Linked DNA regions of Zea mays: all the other regions are linked to region 2. The links are chromatin contacts, called in public Hi-C maps. All regions are on one chromosome and are shown on one strand. The core of a region is the stretch at or near the end of the contact, and the rest is flanking DNA. Distances in the headings are between cores, read along the strand shown.

Region 1 (3,834 bases), core at 771-3,270, 160 kb before region 2:
TGACTACTGGCCCCCGGCGACGAGGGAAACAGAAGCGACAAGGAGCGGGCGGAACGAGATGCCACCACAAGTAGCTCCTTGCCGCCACCTCCAACTTTGACATGCTCAACGGCGCCTCTCGCAACCGCGTGTACTGCCTCGCCATCGGTGCCATGGTCACGGACCCACATCCCATGTCCTCGACATCGGGTGAGTTGTGTCCCATGCAAAGTTTGCTGAAAATTACCGTATGTACTCCTGTAGCCACTTTGTGAAAGGACTGGAATTCTTGATATTTATATCGCCAATATAGTATTAGTGTTACGGTGATATTTTGCCACGGATTTTGCATATCATATTGATGTTTGTCATTCCGTATTTATGTTTTGTACTAATTTATAACTTTTGTGGCAAACAAAAAAGATAAACTGTGTACCTTTATTTCCACAAACCAGTAATGGATTCAGATTCATGGTTGCGCTCGTCGGCAATCTCCAAGATGCACGTAAACAACATGGAACAAACGGGAAGTGGATTACACTCCATGACTTAAGCATGCACAATTATACAGATATAACAAATTACTATGTGGATTCAACGAAGCTGTCAAATCCTGTCACTACTGTGTACCTTTATAATGCCCGGATTCAGCTGTCGAAGTGGATTTCAACGAACAATGGTTGTAATCAAGAAAACTGTTGTAGATCATTTCATTCGGGACATAAAAGATTTAGTGTGTGCTACTGCTTTGAGTTTCAATGAAGAGACAGAAGAAGTACAAAGGATGCGGGGGATGTTGTGGCGTACCTGGAGAGCGCAGGCAAGGATGCGAGGGATGTTGTGGCTTCCACGCATGACTTTTTATTCGGACCGATGATGCCGTGGAGGGAAACTTGTCGCCCGGAGATCTCCTCCAAGAGTGTCGGGGCGAGGACCGAGATCCGGGGCACAGTGAACGCGTTCGTTGATGCTGGGCGGGGGCGACGATCCGGGGCAAGAGTGTCGGGGCACAAAGGAGGCGATCTCCTTCCATGGAGAGTGTGGGCGAGGACCGAGATCTCGGGGGCTGCTTGGAAGCCGACCTACCCAGGCGTCCTCGCCACGCTCCGGAGATCTCCTCCAAGAGTGTTGGGGCGACGCAGCGGATGAGTCCGCTGATGCTGGGCAGGGGCGACGATCCGGGAGGGACGACAGCGATTTGGGGCCGATCCCCTTCCATGGAGAGCGGATTTGGGGCCACGCCAGCGTGGATTTCCTTCCAACAAGATCGTGGGTTTCCTTCTAGGGAGAGCGTGGGCGAGGGCCGAGGTTACCACGACGATTTGGGTCTGGGCGTGAGCTCTGGCAGCGGCGCATCGCCGTCGAGGTACTGGACGATCTGGCGCATGGTCGGGCGCGCGAGGGTATGGCGGCTGGGGCTATGGGGCCAGGTGAGCGTGGGTTGGGGAAGAAATGCAGAGGAGTAGGGAGGGAAAGGCGACGGGGGAAGAAGGGAACGCGACGGTCATCGCGACGACGGGGCTGGATCGCTCGGGGGCGGAGGCGAGGGCACCATGGCACGGGGTGCGGGCATCACGCTGGGGGTAGGGAGAGGGGGCGCGGCCATCGCGGCGTCGGGGAGGAGCGACAATCGTGGCTGCGCGCTTGGGGACTGGGGAGGATAGCGGAGGTGAGAGATGGCAGAACCGTGCACCACACAACGATGTAGACGCCTACACTACGGTCTTAAGAGATAGTAGAGATTCATTAATACTATGCTATAATAACCATTTGCTAATTATATATTTCCTTTATTCTTTTTACTCTTTTTTATCTGTCACGATTTAGTTTAAATATGAACTAGCGGACGGCAAATATTAAATATCTGGAAATGGAGGTCGTATTAATTAGGTTTAATAATTTCTTCTCGTTGTTTAGTCTTCATCTATATTATTAGTTTTATAACTAAACTATATTTAATATCTATTTAATATCTGTAATTGACATTCAAAATTTTTATATGATCCATACTATAAACTTTTAGTTAGGGACCAAACACACACTTTAAACAATACAAAAAAAACCCCAAAGTCGGCTCTCTCGAGTCTGCTCGAATCTTGATCCACCACAACACGCGGTTCCCCGAGTCGAAGGCTCGAAGCAGCAGAGCCAGCAGCGAGCCGCCGCCCGCCGCCGATGGCGTCCCCATCGCCGGCTTCCGCGCGGCCGCAGCGCTCTCCTGACGAGGTGGAGGACATCATCCTCCGCAAGATCCTCCTCGTCTCCCTGACGCCCCCGGCCAACCCCAGCCCAGCCGTCGCCTACCTCGAGCTCACCGCCGCCGAGCTCCTCTCTGAGTCGCGCCCTCTCCTCGCCCTGCGCGATGCCGCCGAGCGCCTCCTCATCGACCGCCTCTCGCTCCCGGACCCGCCCGCCGGGTCCCCGACCCCTTTCGCCTACCTCGTCTCCGCTTTCCGCCGCGCCGCCGACGAGGCGCGTAAGATCTCCACCATCCGCGACGCCGCTCTCCGGGCGCGCCTCGCAGCCTCCATAGCGCACCTCCGGGCCCTCATCCTCTCCTACGCGCGCATCGTCGCCGGGAATCCCGACACCTTCCCCACCCCGCCCGGCGCGCAACACCCCGCCTCCGACCTCCTCGTATTCCTCCTCGCTGAGGCAGCCGACCCGCTCGACCCCACCCCGGCCCCCGGGGCGCCGCCGCCGCCGGGCTTCATTGATGAGTTCTTAGGCAGCGCGGACTATGACTCCATCGAGCCGGCCATGGGGGAGCTATACGAGCTCCTTAGGCAGAGTGTCGATAAGGTTTCGGCCCTCGGTGACTTTCAGCGCCCATTGCGGTTGCTCAGGCGGCTTGTGGGGATCCCCAATTGTGCCAAGGCCCTGGTTAACCATCCTAAGTGGATACCAAAGAATCAGATCATGCTCATTGGGGAAGGGAGGGTCATGGAGCTATACAGTGTACTCGGGGCCTTCTTCCATGTAAGCGCCATCCGAGACCGAGAGTTCGCTAGCAAGCCTGATGTGGGGTGAGTACTATTTATCTTGTTGGTTCTTGTTGATCAAACTTCACAGCTCCCATATGTGTTCGTTTATGTGTGCAGAATTGCATCTTGGATACTGTGCCCAGGTGTTGCTGGTGTTTTTTTTCTGGCTATGACTAATTTAACAACCCATAAATAAATTATATTTAGAGATTTATAGGATACAGAAGTTTGGTCAACCACCTTTTCTTACTGCTAATAGGATGCAGAAGTTTCAAATTTTTAATATTGCTTTTGTGGAAACTGGAAAGATTTAAATTCTGAATTTTCATGTACACTTCTAAACGATCTGTTTATAGTGCATTGCTTCAGTTAAGCCGTGAACTGTGAAGTTTCTCACCACACATTCGGTACTCGGTTCATCATACATCCGGTACTCGGTTGCTAGCTTGGGGATTAGGCTAAAAATTTCTCTTTGCTAGGTCAGGAGAGTTGGACAAGAATGTTGATCTTTCTTCCTGCTACTTAGGTATTAAGATTTAGTGTTCATTATTATTAAACTAATGGAATTTTAGATTTATATCGTGTGTATAGTTGGCCCGCTGATTTTTGGCATTCTTCATTCCCGGTCAGGATTTTGGAACAGAAATTCAATTGGAAAATATCATATAGTGTGGTTCAGCTAAGGATTGCTGTGGCCTGTGGGTCAGTTAAAAGATTAATAGTTCTTTATGTGCCAAACCTATGAGGACAATTTGAGGGATGTGGCAGACGTTGGGCATGTTTGGATACACATGGCTAATTACTAGTTGGAGCTAAGAATTTGCTCAATTTAGCTGTAGTTGGTTAGCTAATCGGCTAACAACTAGTTGAA
Region 2 (3,541 bases), core at 757-3,256:
ACGATCCTCTGAGCTAACCTAAACAAGAAACAAAAAATCAAGTTAAGGGAATTATTTCGATAATCAATGATATGTTGTGTAAAAAGCATTGTTTACCAACCCTTCAGCTATAGCTGTTTTCCCTACACCAGGTTCACCAATCAGAACTGGATTGTTCTTTGTTCTTCGTGATAAAATCTGTATACATCTTCGAATCTCATCATCTCTTCCAATAACTGGATCAAGCTTCCCTTGACGTGCCATAGCTGTCAGATCCTTTCCATATTTCTCCAAAGCTTCGTACTTTCCCTCAGGATCTATTGAAAACACATATTTTTAATTTTTTATGTGAAAATATCTTCTGTTGTATCAGAGGGACACAGGAGTTCAAGGTAAAAAATTTCATATCAATTATGCATGGAAAGGTGATGTCTACTTCAGCAGACGCTTCATTACTTGCCATTTTCTTTGTGCAATTTACAGGAATATAGGTCACATCATGCAATTTTATGGAGCACAGACAGAGGAAGAGGATAGAAGTTGCAAGCATGTTAATGCCAGCATTGCAAGTAGGGGGAACTCATACCTTGATCGATTACATTTTGCTTCCCTCTAATCGATTCAATGGCTGATTTCAACGTCTTCACAGTAATCTGAAAATCCTTGAACAGCTGTTTCCCAAACCGCTTATCTTCAGCAAAGCCAAGGACTAGATGCTCAACTGAGACATATGAATCGCCGTACTCTTTCTTGAAGTCCCGGGCTCTTTGTATCAGAGCTTCTAAGTCACGCCCCAACATAGATCCAGGTTCTTCACCTAATACCTGAATCATTAAACAGAACGTAAGACAACTATGAATGGAAATTCCTTGTTTTTTGTTTCAACGAAAAGCAATATATAGAAAGATATTGAAGAATGTTGAGTTTATTGAAGTGGGAAAAATGTTTTTCCAGTTCTCTGATCATTATTCCGAGTTCATAGTAAGATGCATTAATCTTGCTAAGACAAACTGCATGTGAATATCAACAGAATCGGAGTGTGTTGAGGACGAAGCACCTTAGGCTGTCTCTGGATGAACTTCTCCGTGGCATCAAGAAGCCTTGTATTATCAACTCCTGCCTTAGAAAAAATGCGGCGGGCAAGGCCATTCCGTTGCTCCAGCAGGGATTTCATCATATGCTCAGTCTCCACAATCTGGTGCTTGCTCTCCTTCGCCACCTCAGGGGATGAGACAATTGCTTGCCACGCCATCTCAGTGAACTCTTGTTGTGTAATCTGTCAGCGGGATAGGTGCTGACGAGTGAGAAATATGTGTGTGTGTGAAAAAAATATACAATTTCCTGGCTCTTCATCAAAAGAGTATCAGTAGTATAAATGCTATGAAAACTACTTTTCGTTAATGAGAAATGGAACATAAATAAATGCATCGATGGCTGTATTACATGTACAACGACCGTGACATTAGGAATTGAAAACGGAACAAGCCAGTATATTTCTGTAAAATGAAATCAAAGAAAAAGAAGTGCGCAAAATCGGACTGAAAATGAAGGCAAGGAAAACGGGTCCCTACCCTGCCGTCCCGGCTGGTGGCGTTGCAGCGAACGGAGAGCGGCGTCCGGCAGAGCCTCTTCCCGACCACCGGAGCCAGTACCCCGCCCCTTCCTCCTCCCGTCGTCCTTAGTCCCGCCTTACCCCTCACATGACCCGCCCTCGCCGCGCCCCACGCCGCGGCTACGACCGGCGTCGGCACGGCCGCGGCCGCGGCGGGGGCGGAGGTTAGGAAGGAAAGTGCGTCGGCGGACAGAGGCGGCGCGGCGGCCATGGTGGGGCGCTGTAGTGTTGATGGCACAATCGTGATTGCTTATCAGAAGGTAGGAGGAGCAATTCAGACTGGAATGGAACTCTGGATTGGATGGTTTATCAGGAGAAATGGTATGGCATGGTATGGAACAGAAGGTCGCGGCGGGGCGGGACGAAGCGTGTATAAATCGGTGGCGGCGTGGAGGGTGGAGACAAGCGGAGGAGGAGGTTCTGGGAGGTTCAGGTGCCAACGAGCACTTCCGTGGAGTGGAGAAGGGGAGGAAGACGATAGGGAAAGGAAGGACCGGAATAGAAGGGGTGGGGCGCGTGCTCTGCGAGCGCGGCGCCGTCGGATCTCGCGCTGGACGGCCGGGATCTGTGTCTATGCGCTCGGGTGGGTGATTTGGAGTCGCACCGCCTCTTGCTGCATTCCCTTTTTCATATATATCTAATCTAATCTACTAAATCCTAAAATCCATATCTAATATTAAAAAAACTAAAATTGTATCTTAGTTTATTTTCGCTCATGTTCTCTAAATGTATATATAATAATAAAGAGTCTTTGTTAGATTTTAATAAGATCGTACTTAATTTTCTCCGGCAAGATACTTTAAAGGTATCGTTTGGTTCACGTATTGGTAATATAATGGGTAACCAATAACGTTAAATTATATTTGTTTAAGTCTATCTGTAATTGATACCACACTAGAAATGAATACCGACTTATTCAAACTTATTACCACCGGTATTCGAGTGTGAATTATTACCATTATTATTTATGTTACATTTCGTGAACCAAACAACACATAAATTCTCTTCCCTATTTCTTTTGCTCTTTATAGTATCATTTAAAAAATTATGTGCTCTATACTGCACTCTCACTAGTAACGTCCTATATTAATCTATTTTTTGAACCATGGTTTTAAAGTCGTCTGACTAATCGCGATTAGTCGGCCTTATCGCCTGGTAGAGCACGATTAGCATGGACGACTCGATTAGGGCGACTAGGTGACGACTAATCGTCCTAGTTGGCAACTAATCGCAATTAGTCGGCCGACTAGGTGCCATGTCCGACTAGCTTGTGCCAAGTTTGGACCTGTAAAAAAAGTGTCCTCTGTTATATCATTATATGGGTTGGCGGCCCACTGTCTCCACTCTCCAGTCCACAGTAGAAACAAGCTCTATTGTCTGCCACTGTGCCGCCGCATAGTAGAAACCCTAAGCCGCCACACAATAGAAACCCTAAGTCGTCGCCTCTGCCCCCTCTCACACTCTGCTCCATTGCTGCCCTGCGGCCCTGCCCTCTGCTCCGGTGGTCCTCAGCTCCGGTGGCCCTGCCCTCTGTTGCGCTCGCCTCTGCTGTCTGCTCAGCTCCGGTGGCCCTGCCCTCTGATGCGCTCGCCTCTGCTCAACTCCGGTGGCCCTACCCTCTGCCCTCTGTTGCGCTCGCCTCTACTCAGCTTCGGCGCTCGCCTCTGCTCACTGCTCTGCTCCGACAACTGTCTGCACCAATCTGTTCTGAACTCTGTTCAGAGTTCAGTGCTCACTTCACTAGTCTGTTCAGAGTTCAGTGCTCACTTCAGTGCACACTTCACTAGTCTGTTCTGAACTTAACCGAAATGAGCACCTCTACAGATGGTAATCTATGTGTTCTTTTGGTTCTTCAATTGTTCATTTGGTGCTACACCTCTTGAGTTGTTATTCACAATTTCACACTACAGATGAGACTAGGAGGCGGCGTAATAATGTTCAAGTTATCTT
Region 3 (3,428 bases), core at 623-3,122, 150 kb after region 2:
CTTTATCTTTTTAGTTGACCAAAAAGAGGACAGTCGGTTCAAGGGAGCTGATCAGTGTGACCAGCATGGGCTGATCCACAAGATCAAGCTAGAATTTGATGTTTTACATGTTATTGTGCATATGCAGAGTGATTCACCGATCCCAACATGTCCTTTTTGTCTTGTAGGTCAAGCTAGGTTACACGCCTAGTTGATTGTTCTTAGCACATAAAAGGCAATCAAAGCCGCATTTAAGGAGAGGAGATCGTAGCAATATCGGATCTCCAGGCTCTGCGTATGTTGGCTGCTCGGACAACCGGCCACCAGTTTCCAGTGATAACAGATGGCTAAGGGACCGATGCCACGGTAGCTGAGCTCCAACATGCAGGGGGCATGACACCGTGATCGATAGAGGAGAGATGCGCGAGGTCAGGGTCCGAGCATAGGAGAAAGAGAAACGACAGAGAAGAGGACGACGACAAACAATATAGTAACCTCGATGTTAAGATCTATGCCATCGAGCTATGGTGTCGAGTTCGGCGTTATAGATCTACGTCGAGGTTCCATCATGTCATGGTCACCGTAACCTCCACATCAATAATAGTTTGATGCCTCAATGCTATTACATATGATGTTGGGATGTGTAATCTCGGCTCCATAGGCCATGACAATTATCCTACTATTAGTTTCTTTAGAGATCTAAACGTGATTTTTCAAAAAAAAATGTGTGTGTATATGTATGTATGTAATCGACCAAGATGACATGAGGCCATGGTGGCCAGGTGGCAGTGCATCAAAAGGCCACAATCGTATCTTCGGGGGGAAAGGAAGTGGAGAGAAGAATGGCCAAAGATGTTTGTGGCCACAGCTTTGTGAGCCACATACTACCTCCAACAGTCTTAGGATGTCTCTAACAAAGGCTTATAAAGCATCATGTACACTAAACTTAGCATATGCAGCAGTGGGCAAGGCCGCCAGCAAGGAACGGTAAAGGGGCTATAAAATGTAGTGGTCGTTGAGAATCCTCTAAATCTAGTGAACGAGCAACGTTCGATATACAGGGCAGTTGTGTCCTCGTGCCTAGAGCACCGTCCGTGTTTTTGTCCTTGCCGTATTAAAAAAATGATTAGTAATGTATGTGATGTAATGTATGGTACCTGTGTTTGCGTCCTTGTTGTACTTAAGAAAACAATTACGTTGCTACAGATTGTTTTTTGATAGGCAAAAAATAATGGAAAATACAAATTCAGGTAACACTATAGATATAGATGACCAAATTTAGAGTACGTTGTTGGATATAAACAAGATATAAAGACGAAATCTTTTAGGAAGTGTTGTAAAGTATAGAGTATATTTTTTAGAGCATGCAATTTAGCGAACGCTGCTGGAGACAGCCTTAGTTATCTCACTTTATATTTCAAATTATACCGTCTAAATATTGTTTTACACATATACATGGTCTGCTGGGTATAGTCATGGTTGCGATCCAACCGTAGGATGATGAAACTACAACTGAACGGATGTGGTCCAGTGAAATCCTACGGCTGGATTCGAAAATAATGGCTAGTTTGGAAACCCTATTTTTCTAAGAGATTTTCATTTTCTCAAAAAAAATTAGTTTATTTTTCTTAGGAAAATAGAAATCTATTGGAAAAATTGTGTTTCCAAACTAGACTTAAGAGATGACGGCAACCATGACGATGACAGAGTGGGCTCATTGGAAAATCGGCCCGCCGGTGGCAAAGAAGCCCAGTTGGCGGCCCGGCCAGACACGGCAGTAACGGCACTCACTCGTTCCATCCGTGGCTTGCGTTGCGTTGCATTTTGCCGGCTCCACAGCAGCACATCACAGGGTGATTCGTTTTCTCTCTCCTGTCCGTTTGCTAATTTTGCTTGCTTGGTTGCATGCTGTGCTGAGATTTCTCCTGCCCAACGAACCGCGCGTATGCAGCATGACCTCCTCCTCCCTCGTCCCATCTGCTACTTTAGCTGCTCGTCACACACAGCAGCTTCCTCTCGCAAGCACGCTCGATCAGCCGCATGGATCCCGGCCGCCTCCATCTCCTTTCTTCTTCACTTGACCTCTTCTCCCCTTCCACCCACTTCCATTCTTGCCTACTTGCAGCTAGCTTTCTTGGCTGATCGATCTTGATCCGCCGCTGATGCGATCAAATAATAATCTGCTCTAGTTCCTTACCTTGATCGAAACATCATCAACGACGCATACCATGGGGGATGTGGGATGTGGCTGTGCTTGCTAGCAGCGCCACTCGGCACAGCTGCAAGGTGTGCCGGAAGGGCTTCCCCTGCGGCCGCTCGCTCGGCGGCCACATGCGTTCGCATTCCCTGGCCGACGAGCTGGACGACGAGGAGGAGCACCAACAGCGGCAAGGCCTTGATTGCGCGACGGCTCCGGGAGCAGGAGGTCACGGGCTGAGGGACAAGCCGAAGAAGACACGGCGCCTCTCGAGCCTCAGCGACTGCGGTGGCCGCGGTGACGTGTTTTCACCGTGTGAGTCGAACGTCGATTACCGCCGCGCGCGAGGCGGTGGCAAAGCGATGGAACTGGAGCGTGATTGGAAGCAGGAGGGCTTGATGCCGCCGCCGAGGCGTAGGCGCTCTATGCGTGTGCCGGCTCGCACGCCGCCGCCGACTGCCTTCGACAAGGAGCCGGAGGATGTCGCACTCTCCCTCATCATGCTGTCGTGCGACATCGTGGACCGTCGCGGTTGCTCCACGGCCGTGGGCGCCAAGTACTCGCCGGGAGAGGACAGCACGAGGCGAGATTATCAGTACGAGTACCACCACCATGACGCCGACTCCAACGACGGCACCAAAATCAACAAGAGGAAGCTCCATCACAGCGACGTTGGTGACGAGAAGCGGGGCCGGTACGAGTGCCCTGTATGCGGGAGGACGTTCCGGTCGTACCAAGCACTCGGCGGTCACCGCGCTAGCTACAAGCGGATCAATAGTAACTGTAGCATCGCCAAACCTATCCTTGACTACCAACCGGAGCCCAAGCCCAGCGTCGAGACCAACACTACCTCCATGGTTAGTAATAATAGGACGATTAAATTCGAGTGTCGCATCTGCTTTAGGGTGTTTAGCTCGGGACAGTCGCTCGGTGGACACAAGCGGTCACACTCGATCGCCGGTGAGCTCTATGAGCACGTACATTCTGTCGATGACGATGACGTTGGTGACGATGAGCAACCACTGATCTCTGATGAGTTTCTTGATCTCAATCTGCCAGCTCCAGGAGTTGAGGATTGAAATTTGGCTACTTAAGTCTTGATTTTCAGACGAAGTATGGATGTGGTACCTACATACTAGTGTGAACTATAGATTCAGGTTCAATCGATTCTTCGGAGCTTCAAGTTACGAGTGATCTAGATTCGGTGAGATGAACAATGATTGCTAATCTTCTTGGGTTCAAATTTCACTTA
Region 4 (3,748 bases), core at 301-2,800, 250 kb after region 2:
AACTACTGGGATTACATTTTTTTTAAATGTTGGACAGCAGACAGACTTCAAAAAAGAGGGCTTGACTTTCCCAAGAATTGTGTCCTTTGTGATAAGAAGAAACTGTGCAGCATATCTTAACTAACTATGTCTTTGCAAGGCGGTTATGGCATGCTACCTTATCCCAAATTGGCCTTACTGCTGTGGTACCTAAGAGAAGAGATGTCTACTTTGTTGACTGGTGGAGGAAAGCTTCTTTAAAAATTCCCAAAGGCAAAATAAAAGGATTCCATAGTGCTGTCATCCTTGGAGCGTGGAGCTTTGGAAGCTTAGAAATAGGTGTGCTTTTTATGAGACTCGACCTTGCCTTCAATCCCTAGAGGAGGGGTTCAGAGAAGAGTGGCAGCTATGGGTTTTGAGGGTTCAATAGTGCTATCATCCTTGGAGCGTGGAGCCTTTGGAAGCATAAAAATAGGTGTGGAGAAAAATACTTGGATTACATTGAGCAGGAATAGTCATACATACATATACTTAGGGTGGTAATGGGCTCTAAATTTTAGAGTATATAAAACTTATGGATCAAATCAGATTAGAAGAGTCGGGCTCTATTCCTATTTATTTTTAAACTAATAAAATTTATTAAAAGTCATAAGAAACATTTGGATCGTGCCACCCCTACGCATACTTGACGCACTATCATAAGCATAGATTGGTGAATGGTGCGTGATAATTACTAAGCAAGCAAAGCAATCTTACGTATATATGAAGCTGCAATAGATACCAACACAGTCATAGTACTTGAAAAGTCATATGAAGCCGAGATACACGGGTTATATACGAGAAATTATATATATATATATATATATAAGTTTATAATATGCTATATACTATTGAAAGCACATAGCGATGAAGCAACAAAAATCTAAAGCTACATGTGAGAACGCAAGAAGTAGTGCTCCTCTTATACACGTCAGTTGACCTCGCAGAGCATGAAGAATCATGGGGAAAGAGAGGAGGGAAGTAACAAACTCCGAAGTCCTATCTTTCCAAGGAAAATAAACTAATTTTCTTTGGAAAAATGAAAATTCCGGAAAATGAGTTTCCCAAACTAGAGAAGAACGAATCTGCGCGGTATCATTTGATCTCCGCAAGAAGCGACCGAAATGGAACCCAGAAATTGACGGGACGGAAAGGAGCAGAGCACCCTCAACTCACAGAATGAAATCATGGATAGGAGAACTGGAAGGAGCGTCGCCTAGCCCTGCTGGCTCCCTGGTCCCTGCCGCGCCCGTCTGTCTCCCTCCGTCGTCCCCGCGCTCCGCGGCCGCTACGTAGTCTCCTTTATGGCTCGCTCCCTGCAGGCTGCAGCTACAGCCTACAGGACGGAGCAGAAGATTGCAGTTGCGATGGACCGAGGCGGAGGTGTATCCGTGTATTCCTCCGGATGCTTCCACGTGGGACCCCGGAATATATTTCGCCGTCGGCGCGGTGACTGGGCAGCGCCGACGGTGGCGATGTGCACACGCGCCATGGTTTGATCCCTTGACGCATGGGGTTGGGGCCGGGCCACCGGTAGAGATGGCGATGGATCCCGGCGGGGACTAAATATTTTACCGATATTTTTCTTATTAAACAAAAACTTTATCCAATAAGTAAACAAGTATTAAACGTGTATCTGTTAACTCGTGGATATAAAATACCTAATATAAACCTTCACCCATATTCGTTGTTTCTTGTGCAACTGTGAAATTAGATATTATTACTATAAATCTAATTACAATCTTAATCATGTAGTTTAATTTTTGCATCCTCCTATGTCTATATTGTTCGAAATTAAATGGCGTGATACTTGACTATGGCACATGATTTTATTTAAATCTAATGTTTAGCATCTAGTATTTTTTAAAGTTCATTAAATTTGTTGAATGATGCAGGATATATGATATATGTCTAATCTACGTGGATGAGGATGACTCGACGTGTGATCTATACCTACATGGGTATGAAGGTAAATTCATATCCACCAGTAAATATGTGTATGTATTTACGAATCGCCCTTTCTAGCCACCGATGTTCACCATTACGTTTTTAATATAGAAAATTTCATTTTCTATCAAAAATTGACTTTTGTATTTTTAAATTCGAAACCGAGATCTCCAAGATTCGCTTCTCAGTCAGCAGTGAAATAGGAAATTTCACCGAATTTCAGTGATCTCCCTACGAGAAGCGGAAGCAGAGAAGATACCTGTTGTTTTCGTATTACGGCCGCTTGGGTACGCCAGCCTAACAATCCACAACGGCTCCTACGTTCCTCTATTTCACCTTCTAAAATTTACATTTTTACCGCCCTCTAAAATATTATATCCTTTAAATCCTAGTTCACGCAACAATTTTCTCTAAATTGATCCCCTATATACAATACATCATATTCTTAATACATTTTAAATTATTATTTTTTACGCATGAATTAATCATAGTCTAAGATATATCTCTATCTCTTCTATATTATAACATCAGTTTCAACAGTCGTCCCACATTATAATTTTACAAATAATCTCTCATATCTATTTCAAATTAACCCGCTGCATATTTGTCGCTTCCGCGCACACGCCAGGCGTCATCCTGCTTTTTTTCTCTCTCCCCCTTATGCCTCCGCCTCTGCGCCACCCCATTATTGACAGAGAGCGTGGGAGCAGACGTCACCTCCCCGTATTCGTCCGACACTAGCCCCGATAGCGACCGCGCAGTGGATATTGCACGTCCACGAGAACGTTTCCACAACATGCGCGCACCATCGTTTTTGCTGTCGTCGGACGTCCCGTTCGTCTTCCCGGCCTTCGCCTTGTTCTTCCTCCCCAAATTGTTGCCCCCGCCCACGGTCGTAGCCGCGAGCCGATCGACGCTCGTCGACGCAGGTACGAGCGAGTCGGTCTTGCTCCTGGCCTTCTTCGTGCGTACCGCCGAGGAGGATACGGTGGCGCTTGTCGCGCTTAGGTTATCTTGGCGATGAGAAGTTCAGGTCTGAGATATTGGACAACCAAGGCATGTAGCGCGGTAGCAGTCGGCATATGCTATAAAGTTGGTGGTGGTGTTGTGTCTCCTCGGCGGGTCCAGGGCTAGGAAGGCACTCGTATTCTCTCGCCCTTCTCAGACTGACGCCTGGTGCGGGTGTCTCTCGGTTTGGAGCTGCTCCGGCTGGGCTTTTTCTCCGTTCGTGTGCTCTCTCCCTATATTTATCTAGCGGTATACTACCTATGTTGCCTCCAGATGCCTAGGTCTTCGTCATGTCCTTCTCCAACAACGAACAAGTATGTCCTTCTTTTCCCTTCCCTTCCTGCTCTACGAAACCTTGGAAGTGGGGGAGGCAAGGGATGTGGGTCGCTTATTTGCTGCCTATGATACCCGTTTGATGGCTCAGCATCGTTTGTCTACATGGTCTTTCCCTTACCATGATGTCGACTCGGTATGCTTCTATCACTTCTACGTACCTGTCACCCTTCCTTCTGTCATTGCAAAAAATATTATGTTGTTCTTCTGTTGTTTTGGGTGTTAGTTTTTTATTATGCTAAGGACTGAACATAATTTGGGTATGTTAATACTTTATTTATTGTCTGCACATGGTTTGTGTTCTTCCGATGATGGCTTGTGGATCCTGCAAAATATGTGTTAGGACTTGGAGATCCATGCGGACACTACCATAGAGTGCTCGTCCCTTGTGTTCTTGATTCTTGCATGCATTAGGTCGTTTCTGAGACCATATTGGCGCAAT

What was found. A called contact is a pair of places that touch in the nucleus more often than the background predicts.
Region 1: a contact with region 2 is called in a Hi-C map of leaf, with 2.6 times the contacts expected there. The contact joins the promoter of LOC103636597 here to the promoter of LOC103636567 in region 2. A contact is called at or near these places in 7 of 25 Hi-C or Micro-C datasets (bundle sheath, ear, endosperm and 3 more).
Region 3: a contact with region 2 is called in a Hi-C map of ear, with 4 times the contacts expected there. The contact joins the promoter of LOC103636520 here to the promoter of LOC103636567 in region 2. A contact is called at or near these places in 14 of 25 Hi-C or Micro-C datasets (bundle sheath, ear, endosperm and 3 more).
Region 4: a contact with region 2 is called in a Hi-C map of tassel, with 2.6 times the contacts expected there. The contact joins the promoter of LOC103636484 here to the promoter of LOC103636567 in region 2. A contact is called at or near these places in 2 of 25 Hi-C or Micro-C datasets (leaf and tassel).

What each region holds. Positions count from the first base shown.
Region 1 is chr1:75,434,486-75,438,319 of Zm-B73-REFERENCE-NAM-5.0, reverse strand. LOC103636597 (probable ubiquitin conjugation factor E4) reads left to right here and starts at 2,020. Exons shown (of 16, transcript XM_008658957.3): 1 at 2,020-3,005. The coding sequence starts at 2,155.
Region 2 is chr1:75,275,688-75,279,228 of Zm-B73-REFERENCE-NAM-5.0, reverse strand. LOC103636567 (chaperone protein ClpB2, chloroplastic-like) reads right to left here and starts at 2,006. Exons shown (of 10, transcript NM_001347043.1): 1 at 1,551-2,006; 2 at 1,037-1,255; 3 at 566-803; 4 at 101-296; 5 at 1-18. The coding sequence starts at 1,802.
Region 3 is chr1:75,130,134-75,133,561 of Zm-B73-REFERENCE-NAM-5.0, reverse strand. LOC103636520 (zinc finger protein ZAT4) reads left to right here and starts at 1,872. Exons shown (of 1, transcript XM_008658867.2): 1 at 1,872-3,428. The coding sequence starts at 2,215. The coding sequence ends at 3,255.
Region 4 is chr1:75,020,727-75,024,474 of Zm-B73-REFERENCE-NAM-5.0, reverse strand. It overlaps LOC103636484 (diacylglycerol kinase 1), which reads right to left and starts at 1,550. Exons shown (of 9, transcript XR_002266139.2): 1 at 1,195-1,550.